2 separate regions of the Delphinus delphis genome follow, and region 2 is linked to region 1. Evidence: chromatin contacts called from public Hi-C data. All regions are on one chromosome and are shown on one strand. The core of a region is the stretch at or near the end of the contact, and the rest is flanking DNA. Distances in the headings are between cores, read along the strand shown. Region 1 holds the start of CENPO (centromere protein O). Region 2 holds the start of NCOA1 (nuclear receptor coactivator 1).

The links. A called contact is a pair of places that touch in the nucleus more often than the background predicts.
Region 2: a contact with region 1 is called in a Hi-C map of lung, with 3 times the contacts expected there. The contact joins the promoter of NCOA1 here to the promoter of CENPO in region 1. A contact is called at or near these places in 2 of 3 Hi-C or Micro-C datasets (lung and muscle).

What each region holds. Positions count from the first base shown.
Region 1 is chr12:71,169,452-71,175,613 of mDelDel1.2, forward strand. It overlaps CENPO (centromere protein O), which reads right to left and starts at 2,212. Exons shown (of 8, transcript XM_060026997.1): 1 at 2,158-2,212; 2 at 1,732-1,840; 3 at 10-179. The coding sequence starts at 1,777. It overlaps PTRHD1 (peptidyl-tRNA hydrolase domain containing 1), which reads left to right and starts at 2,273. Exons shown (of 2, transcript XM_060027617.1): 1 at 2,273-2,527; 2 at 4,927-5,640. The coding sequence starts at 2,276. The coding sequence ends at 5,097.
Region 2 is chr12:71,444,945-71,451,145 of mDelDel1.2, forward strand. NCOA1 (nuclear receptor coactivator 1) reads right to left here and starts at 2,453. Exons shown (of 22, transcript XM_060027005.1): 1 at 2,088-2,453.

The DNA.
Region 1 (6,162 bases), core at 962-3,461:
TCTACTCACACTAGCTTGATGTTGTTTCACTTCAGCCCTCAGCTTATCTCGCAGACGTCTCAGTTCATGAATCCTGGTTCCAAGAGCACTTTCCTCTGCCTGTGCACTCTGTGGCTCTTCCATTTTTTTACGGGATCTGCTCACTTGAGTCTCTAGTCTTTCCAAGTGAGCTAAAACACCTGAGGGAAGTAAAAAGGGAGTTTCACAAGAAGCTAAGGATTTCTAACCCCAGGAACGGGAAGCACTTCAGGGAAGAACAGAGGGTGACCCTTTATCCAGAACTCTGTGGTCAGCTAAACTGGAGACGTTGCCAACAATTTATAAAACAGGAGGAGCTGACAACAGAAGTCAGTGATCAGCAACCTCTTAGGCCGAACACTGACCTACAAGCAGTCCCTGACCAAGACACTGTTCAAAAAGGGCATCATCTGAAAATGGCTTATCTCAGTTATCTATGATAATAGTGACCCAGAGGAAAACAGGGTCACCAAATTCAGACTCTCTCAGAAATTGTTTTTTTTAATGCAGAATTGTTTTTCTTGGTTTTACGCATGTTTTCCCAAAGTGCTAATGCATAACTGGATTTAGACATCCACAGAGGCTTGAATAAGTACTCTGAAAAGTATTAGGAGCATAGGACTATAAAGGCACACACTGAAAGGAACCGTCCACCAATATTACTGGGTATCAGACAGGAAAACAAGCTCACCAACAGATAGAAATTCAGAGGCAATCTCAGATCCTAAGAGACTAACTAAAGACCAATATAGTAAAGGTCACAGTTTCATAATGCTAATCAACTCTAGCAGTGAAGCATCTGTGAACATTTCCTACATATTAAGACACCTGTGGGGCTTCCTTGGTGGCACAGTGGTTAAGAACCCGCCTGCCAATGCAGGGGACACAGGTTCAAGCCCTGGTCCGGTAAGATCCCACATGCCGCGAAGCAACTAAGCCCGTGCGCCACAACTACTGAGCCCACGCGCCTAGAGCCCGTGCTCCACAACAAGCCACCGCAATGAGAAGCCCGCGCACTGTAACTAGAGAAAGCCCGCGTGCAGCAACGAAAACCCAACACAGCCAAAACGAAATAAAATAAATTTATTAAAAAAAGAGACACTTGTGCTAGATCCTTTACTTGCAAAGCATGCAAAGAATTAAAGCATTTATTTAATATTTCCTATGCATTAGGCATGTGCTAAATGCTTCACTTGAAAAGCATTAAAAGAATTATCTAATTTCCACAGCCACCACCACAATGCTATTATTCCTCTCCATTTTCCAGATGAAAACACTGAGGCAGAGAAAAGTAAAATAACTTGCCCAAGGCCACAGTATTTATAATGGCAGAGCCAGGACTCCAACCCAGGTCTGACCAATACCAGTCACTGCCTCTTCCACGGGAGTAATGCATAAATGGCTCCCCCCAAATCCTGGGAAGAGTAAAGAAAGCTCATTGGCTAGAACTGTAGCTCTGAATATGAACGCTTAGCCTACTAGGAATGCAACCTATTGGTCTAGAAAGGGATAAGAGCCTAGAATATGTGAAGTAATTTTTCCTGCTCCAATGATCTTAGCTGCCTGTCCCTTTAAGTCTTCAATGTTAGTTCCTTTCACCATCCTGCTCCCAAACAGGACAGGTCACACATCGGTTAAAGGAGGGAAGGGCTTTCAACCTGCGCGTTGTTTGGGCAGCAGGAGTAAGGGGGGGAAAGGCGACCCTTTGAATACCTCCTCTGGACTCGCCGTCTTGACTTAGAGTATTCGCCAGCTCCATCTCCTCCTCAGATTTCCAAGAGCCTTGCTAGAAAGCTGTCCAAGCACCAGTAATAGGGCTGTCCTTGGAGACAAAATGTCAAGAATCGATTCATATTCAGACAAACCTAGAGGGCAGGCACACGCAACGCTGGTACGCACCCGTGCGCCCCGGACACCCCAAGTGTCGTCGCTAGGACTCCCCTTCCCTGACCCGCCCGGTCCGCTCCCCGGGTCCGAGTCGGCGGTGTCCACGTCTACCTCCCCGCCCCTGCGCGCTCCTAAGGCGCCGCGCCTCTGGTTCCTCCGGGCTTCCTTGCACACGGAAGGAGCTGTAAGAATGCCGCTCAGCCTTCCACCCTATCACGGTCCCGACCGCCACTGGGTCTTACTTTCCCTTACTTCCTCTCCTCTGGCTGTTCCCGCTTGCCTTCAAATCCAAGCCAACCGGTCCCAGCGTGCTTTGCACTCCCAACGTACAAAAACATGGCAGCACTCAGGGCCCCTCCCTGATCCCGGCATGCATCGGAGGATAGGCCTGGCCTTTAAGTTGTGCGGGAAGATGGCGGCCGCTGGCGCAGAGCCGCAGATCCTGGTACAGTACCTGGTGTTACGAAAGGATCTATCACACGCGCCGTTTTCCTGGCCAGCGGGCGCATTGGTAGCACAGGCTTGTCACGCAGCCACCGCGGCCTTGCACATTCACCGGGACCACCCGCACACGGCCGCTTACCTCCGGGAGCTGGGGCGCATGCGCAAGGTGGTCCTCGAGGTGAGGCGCGGGCGGAGGGGGAGGGGCCCTGAGGATATCGAGACCGGAAGAGGGTGTGGTCTTGAGTTGGAGGGCCTAACTTCATGGAGTGGGTGTGGCATTAGTGGGGAGGGGTGTTTGACTTACAAGTTTTGGTAAGGTTCCTGGGGCTTGAGCTATTGCCCAGGGAGCCTTACCTTGACTGGGCGGGGCCTGACGGTGTGACGAGTGGACATCGGGCCCGTTATAAATGCTTCCCGCACCCCTTCGGTCTTACCTGCGTCCCTCTTAAACAGATGCCTGTGAGGGCGGAGGCTGGTGGAGCGACACCCGCCTTTCTACCTGTGCACTGCGCCGGCCTTTTAATGGCTGCGCAGAAAAGTACCGTCCTTAACCCTCTTCGCAAAACCGATCCAGAAGGGTAAGGACGCGGGGTTCCTTATTGCAAGTGAAGTCAAACTGGAGCATTTACCTGGTTCTGACGCCAAATTATTTGAAAATAAATGTGAACCCTAGTATAATTTGAACCTAGCATCAGACGTAAGGTTCTTTTTACAGATAGCCAAACAGATCTTACCCTTACCTTCTGTCAATTCTGCCTCTAGAAATGTATCCTAAGAAAATAGCAAGATGCACCCAAAGAGCGTTGTACAAGGATAGGAGCATTTTATAATAGTAAAAAAAGTGGAAATCACTAAATTTCCAGTACGATGAATTGTCTAAACTTATGCCCTTATAATGGATTATTACGAAACTAGCATAAATCATGTTTTTGGAGCATATTTACCTGGCATGGAAGAGTGCTCATGATGCGATTCTAATTGAACTATATATTCTACATACAAAGTGATCCAGATTTTGAAAGTAAGAACTAAGAAAATATATCCAAATATTAAGTAGTGAGTGGGTAGTGGAATTTTGGTTATTTTGTAATGCTTCTCTATTTTTTTTTTAGTTTCCTACATTAAGCACATATTTTATAATGAAAAAAATATTGCTTTCATTTTAAAGCAATTTTCTTCTCATAAAATTTATTTATTTTAATAAATAAACCTGGGGTGGAGGGGTTGGGTAATTCCTTCCTGGCCAGCTGGCAAAAGCAGATCATTTTTCAAGAGAAAAATTGCTGTTGGGTAATGAAACATTAAACTGTAACCTGTAGGAAAATGTCTTGAGAATCTATAAGTAGGCAGAAAAGAAACAGATAGCTTTTTCCTTTAGATTCCTTTTATAGGATTTTATAGGAAGGCTTCAAGAAATCATGTAGTTCAGACATCCCCCACTCCCTTGCTTTCAGGCAGATAAAATATTTACCCCTTTTCTCAGATGAGATATCTGAAGCCCACAGAGATTAAGTGACTCCTCTGAATTTAAAAGACATCTCATGATTCTGTTGTTAGCTATGACTCAAGAAAGGGCCGTAGGAGTCACCACTGATTAAATAAAGGTGGTGCTGTAGCCATAAAGACCAATAAAATATAAGACAGTGCCAAGATTAACTCCATTCACTGGGTGCTTTGTGTCAGGCACAGATCTGAGCCTGATTTCATTGAATCTCACTACTACTAGGAAGCATTATCATCCCCTTTTACAACAGGGACACAAAGGTTCAGCTAAGTCACATAACTTATCAAAGAGCACACAAATCAGTAAGTGGTAGAGCAAGGGTTTGGACTCACTCTAACTTGTACTGTGCTGCTCCTGGTGCTGAAGGAGGAGGGAGGGGAAGTCAATGCATTCTTCTTCAGCATGCCCAAAGGACTCAGCAGATTAAGAGTGGCAATCCCAGCATCCTCTAATTTGATTAAGACAAACCTCTAGTTATCTTAGTGCCTTCTGCCTTCATAGGCAAAAAAATATACCTTATGCAACATAACACACTAAGTATCTTTATTTTCTGAGTGATAGCTATGCTATTTCCTGTAATGGGATTCAGCATGGGTGATAAAGATGATGAGAAACAGTTTCAGAAGGACACTAGAGAATAGTTTGCCTACGCTTGAGTTAAAAACTGGGAACTATCCTGGCGGAAAGAAAATCCTTCTAGGTTTGTGTGGACTAGGGTGGAAGTAGGAGGGAGGTGGAGGTGATGTGATTTTAGAAATCCTTCCAGTAGTCAGCTCTTAAAGTCAGAGCTGGCTGAGGGATTAGGGATGCTGTTTAGGCACCAGAACTAGAAAATGTGTAGAGCATAATTACTGACAATGCATTCCCACCCCCACTCCCACCCCTTCAGAGAGTGAACGGCAAATGGAGCAATGAAGCTGTTGTTTCTAGAGACATGCTCTACAGTTCCTTCTTCGGTAGAGCTGTTCCTCCAGTTTCAGTTAAGAGGAGCCCCCCTCCATACTTTTTTTTTTTTCCTTTGCCTTTTGTCACTTACTAAATGGGCTTTTCAGTCTGTGTTCTGCTCCTTGTAGGCCCCAGATGAGACCACCTTAAAGTTGCTGGCAGAGACGCTGCAACAGAAGAACATTGACCACAAGCTGTGGGTGGAGCAGCCAGAGAACATCCCCACTTGCATTGCACTCCGTCCCTACCCCAAGGAAGAAGTGAACCAGTATTTGAAGAAGTTCCGATTGTTCAAATGACTGAAGTTATCAATTGCTTTGATATGTTTGAGTATCAGCTGGATCCAGAAACTGCATGCCGTCCATCCCTAAGCACCGTTGTACTCCTTTCAGTGGCAATTCCCTTCCCTTTAAATTATGACAGTTAGTTTCCTGAGGGTCAAAACATGTTCATATTAAAGTTGCCATTAATAAGTATTTTTAATTATTTATAAGTTCAGATGGGGAAAGTAGGTGAGTAGCATTATCATCTATGGGTCATTGCTCAAATAGAAGATTTGGTTAGACTCCTATATAGGGATCAAGGAAATACCCTTACTTTTTTGTTAGGAATAATAGAGTTCTTCCAGTTACCCAGGTTTAAAACTTTTCCTTTGAATTCCCTATTTCTTACTCACATCCAGGTATTGTAATCATTGAATCTTGGACACCATCAACTTTGAGATATACCATTATTTTACGTGTTGTTAAGAAAGAAGAAATGCTACCAATTAAGCTGAGACATGTAATTTCATTTCAAAGATGTTAAAATTTATTTGATTTAATAAAATATGTGAAGTGCTACATCTATTTTCTTATAGTTTCCAGTGCCACCACCCTGAATCAGGCTCTCATTTCGCTCACGAGTGTCCCACTGGTCTGCTCACCTAGCGTATCCTGGTTACAAGGCAGCAAGCGTTCTGCCACCAGGTTCATATATTGATAGGATCACTGAGCACCCTTTTCAGTATAGGCTCCAACTTGCCCAGGAATAAAGTCAAGATTCCTTAGCTTAGCCCTCAGGCCCTCCACGTTTATATTTCCTACCTTTTTAGGTGAATCTTCTATTCCCTGATCCAAACTTGATGTATCAATGAAGACTCCAGTTGCTGCCCTCTAGTCTCTGGCCTGGGAGTCGAATGTTAGTACTCTCCCCCTCCCTTTCCTGCCTCTGGACTGAAACTTTGTGGCTCAAGTGCTATCACTGTCACAAAGTCTTACGCAGCCAAAAATGATAGCTCCCTTCTCTGAACATCTATTATAACACTGTTGAGTGCTTAAAATATTTCTATAAACATTTGGAGATATCTACTGAAATTGTTTGGA
Region 2 (6,201 bases), core at 1,203-3,702, 280 kb after region 1:
TAATCCCAGTTTAAGTGGAACAATCACCATTAGTTCCATCAAGCACTTTTTTTCAATAAAACCACTTACCAAAAATGCAGATCTAAAATACTCCCTTGGCTTAAACCACACAAAAAGTAATTTAAAAGACACAATCCTACAGATTTTCTCAGAAGGAAATGAGAAAAAGATCAACTATAAACTATGTAAAATTCAAATTCTGCACCTTAAAATTCAAACTTCATTGTGAGTTAAATAGATGAAATAAATAACCACTGCAAAATGTTTACAAAAATCAAACCAAATGCCTGTTCTTATAAGCAGCATCCCTGCATTTTCTCTCCAAACCATATATTCCCTATTCAGGCCCCCCTTTTGATCCATTGTTCCCAAAGGATAAAATCTGAATAAGAAATAGAGGGAAACCATTTCCAACGCTAGTTCACAAAACCAAATTAGACCCTTCCACAGAGTACACGAGATAAAAAAGAAACACTTGCAGTTGCATCTGTTTATGACATAGCTCAAGGAATGCCCATTTATTAAGCTGAATCAAACCTCACTGCTACTTTTAACCCAAAACTATTTCTAGTTCAAGAGCCAAAAGACCCAAGCAAACACTCTTTTTATATTATTCTCAACATGAAATCTGACCCCCTTCCTACTACATCACAGCTTCTGTGAAACAAGCTGAGAGGCCCCTTTGGCCAACTTTTTTTTTTTTTTTTTTTTTTTTTGAGACTAACCTTCAACCAATTCCAAAACTGAAAACAAACCTCAAACAAATTTAACCCCTGAACTCCATCCCTTCAGCTGTACAGTATAATCTAAGCTTCACCGCAGCAATGTTTTACACAGACACTTGAAGATTTCTTAATCACTGAAGTGAAAGCCTCAGCCCTCACAAATCGTCGCCACAGAGATTACTCTTGGCATCAACAGAAGGTGCTGGGACTGCAATTCACTCCAGAACCCTTCATTCACCACCATCATGCTCAGCATTAAAAAGTCACCGTCTCAAAAGAAAAAGAATGTCACCTTCTCCACAAGGACACCTGCCTCTTCAACACCTACAGTGAACGAAGAGAGCCCAGCCTGAAAGGCTAAAAGATCCTCCAGCTTAAAGTTTTCCTCCCCACCAAACTGCAGCCACAGCGGCACGGACTCTCCTTGTCACACATACAGGCTTTATTGTCAAACCCTCCGTCTCCCTCTAACATCGTCAAGCGAGGCAGTGTCTAGTCTATGGGAGTGACTGCTTTAAAAACAAAAAACAAAAAACAACACAGCTGGGTAGTAAGAGCAGGGACCCTGGTGTCCGGTTTCTCCATTTCTCTTCCAAGCGACTAGGGAATGGCTCGAGTTCTGTCGCTGACCATTAACCCATCCCACTTCTCAGTCTTCCAGCCAACATGTTTGCTCCCCTTTCTAAATCCTTTCAGCAGAATCCGACGAAGGGGACCAAACCCTAAACATAACAGGAAAATCTCACTTATCCATCCCGTTTCTGCCTCCGAAATGCCTCGTCTGGAGAGGGTAAAGCAAGTGCGCGGGGGTAAACAGAAGCGCCGTCGGAGGCTGCGCTTACAAGAAGACTCGCCACGGTCATCCCCATTTCGCAGTCCCGGCAAGCGAGACTCAGAGAGGTTACCGGGCTTGCCAAGGTCACCGCGCTCGCCGGGGCCGAGGGGCGCCCGCGCCGACTTCCGGCTCCCCCTCTCGGCGGCGGGGAGCGCCCGCGGGCTCGGGGCGCCTCTCCCCACGCCGGGCCGGCGGCCGCGAGCCTCGCGCACCCTCCGCGGATGCTCGCCCCGTCCGCTCTTAACTAGGGCAACTGGGAAACGGGGCAGGGAAGTCGCTGCTGCAGCAGTTTCCATCCGCGGCGCAGCCCCCAGCTGGTGCCCGTGACAGCTGCGACCTCCGCCCCCTCCAGCCGCGCGAGGCCGAGGGAGAAGTCGGGGAAAGTGGGAGGGGGAACGGAGCGGAGAGAAAGGAGAGCGGCGGGCGGAGGGGCACCAGCTGCTCCCGCCCCCTAGGGCCTCGGCGGCCGCGCGGCTCGTGACAGCTGCACCCACCGGGAGGCTCGGCGCCCGCCGCCTGCCACTCACCTGCCGCCGCCGCCTCTGGGCCGCGCTGACGGGCGCCGCGCTCGCCCGCGACCGTGGCGGCGCCGCCGCGGCCTCCGCCGCTGCTCGGGCTGGGAGCCCGCCGCCGCCGCGGCTCTCCGGCCCCCTCCTCCGGAGCAGGAGTCCCCCCGCAGGGGGATGCAGAACGGACCGGGCGCAGGCTGCACTCGAGGGAGCAGCAGGGAACAGGGCAGTCGAGGCGCTCGAGGCCGCGGTTCAGCCGTCTGAGGGGAAGGCTCAGAGAATCGCCTCAGATTCCCGCTCGCCTGGCCTGAAAAACAGGCATTTCAGCCGCTCTCCGCGGCCGCCATGTTCTCCTCCTCCTCCTCCTCGGCTACCGCCGCCGCCGCCGCCGCCGCCGCCGCCACCGCCCCCCGCTCGCGGCCCCGCCCCCTCCGCGCCCCGCCCCGCCCCGCCCCGCCGGCTCCCGGCCGCCCCGCCCACTTCCCGCCGTCCTGCCCTCTGCGCTGCCCCTGCGCCCTCCGGCCGGCCGGGTCGCCGCGATCCGGTGCCCGCGAACTCCGACGGCGCTCCGGGGGCAGCCAGTTCCCCGCCCGCCGGGCAGCGAAACGAGGAGTCGCTCCGCGCCCTCTGCCGGCCGCAGGCCCGAGGGAGGGCTGCCGCGGTCCCGCCCCGGCCCCCGTCCTAACGAAGTGTGGGAAAGGAGGCCCTAACTCTTCCCCTCCCCTCGGGGCGTTCCTATGACTGCTGCCGGGAAGCCGCCTCGAACCCCTGGGTGCTTTCAGCTAGGCCGCCCGGCCTGCAGCCTCCCGCTGGCTTGATCTGTCCGGGAAGGTGTGGAGCGGCGAGGGGCGCAGTAGACCCGGGTGGAGTGGGTTCTGGCCTGTCCCTCCGCTAATTTCTTGTATTACTTTGAGCAAGACACATCCGCAGCCCTTTTTTTATTCTGTAAAATTGGGAGTTGGTTGCCTAGATGATTTCACAGGCTATTAGATAAGGGAAAAGAAAGATCATCTGCCCCCTTCGTTTTACAGATGAAAAGATCTGACTGACGCGTCTGGCTCTGCAGTTCCATGAATTACCCAAAATGTTTGTCATTGACAGAGCTTTCCCCTCAAGGGGGCCCACACCTTTCTTCTTTTCTACTCGGTTTTTAAATTTTATAATGGCAGTGCTACTTCCAAAAGTGGAGTGTTCCTTGTCGTTAGAGGAATCAAACAGCGGTTGAACAGGCTTTCCGAACCTTATCTGGAAAGCATCCCTCATTCCAAAGGCTGGCAATATAATACCTATCTCTCTCCCCGGGTTGTCCGAAGGATGAATGGGTCGCTGGCTGCGGAGGTGCTTTGTAAAGCAGACAGCTGTCCTTTCCTGCATTCTTATTCCCAGGTAGCTGTCTGCACCTACCTCAATCCTGTCCTACTGTTGTTGTCTCTCAGTGTTTTCTACTCGAGAGCAACCTGTAGAAATCTTTAAACCCTTCACAGTCCTCCTAACTGAAACCTGACCTTGCCTTGAAAACACCAACCTCCCTGGCACCTCTCTGATTCAGTGAGCAACTTCTTCCAGAGGCATGTACTCCATCCTGCCATCATTCACTGCCATACTCTAGATCAGGGGTCCCCAAACCCCGGGCTGTGGACCGGTACCGGTCGAGGCCTGTTAGGAACTGGGCCGCACAGCAGGAGGTGAGCAGCGGGCAAGCGAGCGAAGCTTCATCTGCCGCTCCCCATCGCCCACATTACCCCCTGAACCATCCCCCGCACCGTCTGTGGAAAAATTGTCTTCCACGAAACTGGTCCCTGGTGCCAAAAAGGTTCGGGACTGCTCATCATCCTATTCTGGACTGCTCATAAACCAACCTTTAGTCCACACCCCACATTCATCATATATTCGTTTATTCAGGGACTTCCCCGGTGGTGCAGTGGTTAGGAATCTGCCTGCCAATGCAGGGGACGTGGGTTCGTGCCCTGGTCCAGGAAGATCCCACATGCTGTGGAGCAACCAAGCCTGTGCACCACAACTACTGAGCCTCTGCTCTAGGGCCCGCGAGCCACAGCTACTGAAGCCCGCACGCCTAGAGCCCGTGCTCTGCAACAAGAGAAGCCACCACAATGAGAAGACGGCGCACCACAACGAAGAGTAGCCCCAGCTCACCACAACTAGAGAAAGCCTGTGCGGAACAATGAGGACTCAATGCAGCCAAAAATAAAAACAAACAAACAAACAAACCTCTTTACATATTCATTAATTTGATTCTTATTACTGGAGCCCTAGGTGCATTTCATTAGCTCTTGCCCTCAACTAGTTTAGCAGGACATCTAGCCACCTACAGAGTCCCCATCCCCAATAATCACTGAAAATACCCAGAGCTATGTATCTCTCAATCGCCAGGTTAATCCCCTTCTGTAGAACATACCTCCCAGTCTAGTCCAGTCCAGACTGTATGAAGAGGCCTACAAACATAACCATGTGTGCAGGTAACGCTGTCTCCTGTCGGGGCTACACGCTGGTCACTGCTGATTGCCAGGTCCAGTAGATACTTCAAACCCCCACCCCATTAGATGGCCTTCCTACAGCGCTTCATACTGTGAAGTCCTCCTTTTTTTTTTTTTTTTTTGCCGTAATCGGGCCTCTCACTGTTGTGGCCTCTCCCATTGCGGAACACAGGCTCCGGACGCGCAGGCCCAGCGGCCATGGCTCACGGGCCCAGCCGCTCCACAGCATGTGGGATCCTCCCGGACCAGGCACGAACCCATGTCCCCTGCCTTTGCAGGCGGACTCTCAACCACTGCGCCACCAGGGAAGCCCAAGTCCTCCTTTTTGAAACTCTCCTCCCCTCCCCTGTCTTTTACATCATTCTCTTCTCTCTTTGCCTGTTTTCTGAACTTCCCTTCCCTAGCACTTTTCTTTGCTGTTCCTTTTCCACAGAACCATGTAACATTGGTATCCTCAAGGTTTAATTTTTTTTCCCACCTCTCTTCTCACTTAGATTGACTTGGTTTTGTTTCCACGGCTTCAACTGTTAATAACACCTGCATCTCCCTCTCCCAGCCCCCACCCCTACCCCACTCTGCAGCCCAGTGTCTTAATTAACTTTTAAACATCCTCAGGACAGGCAGTGCTGAGATTTTGTTGGATGATGAGTGGAACTTAAGGTATTATTTATCTTGCCATCCATGGACACTAAAGAAAGGACTTTTCTAGGGTGAGACTCCTTCATAAGTAAGGTCCTTTGACTTTCTTCTCTTTCCTCTACGTTTATAATCACTTATAAACAGTTATAACCCACTTTTTTCTTCTTTTTTTATTGTGTTAAAATACAGATAAAATTTACCACCTTAACCATTATTAAATATGCAGTTCAGTGGATTAAATACATTCATACTGTTGGGCAGCCATCAGCACCATCCATCCCCATAACTCTTCTCATCTTGTAAAACTGAAAATCTTTACCTATTGAACACTAACTCCCCATTCTTCCCCTCCCTGGCAAGCACCATTCTATTTTGTCTCTATGATTTTGATTACTCTTAAGTACCTCAAATAAGTGAATCACACAGTATTTGTCTTTTTGTGACTGGCTTATTTCACTTAGCATAATGTCCTCAAAGTTCATCCATGTTGTAGCATATTGCAGAATTTCCTTTTTTAAAGCTGAATAACATTCCATCATATGTATGTACCACATTTCGCTTATCCACTCATCTGTCAATGGACACTTGGGTTGCTTCTACATTTTAGCTATTGTGAATAGTGCTGCTATGAACATATGTGTACAGAGATCTCTTTGAGACCCTGCTTTCAATTCTTTGGGGTATATACCCAGAAGTGGAATTGCTGGGTCATATGGTAATTCTATGTTTAACTTTTTGAGGAACCTCCATACTATTTTCCACAGCAGCTATACCATGTTACATTCCCACAACAATGCACAAGGGCTCCAATTTCACCACATCCTTGCCAACTCTAGTTGTTTTCTGTTTTTTTATAGTAGCCATCCTAATGGGTATAAGGTGGTATTCCCTGGTAGCTTTGATTTGCATTTCCCTAATGACTAGTGATGTTGAGCATCTTTTCACGTGCTCATAACGCACATTTCTCTTTCCCAGTTGGTCTCTTGTCATTTCAACAC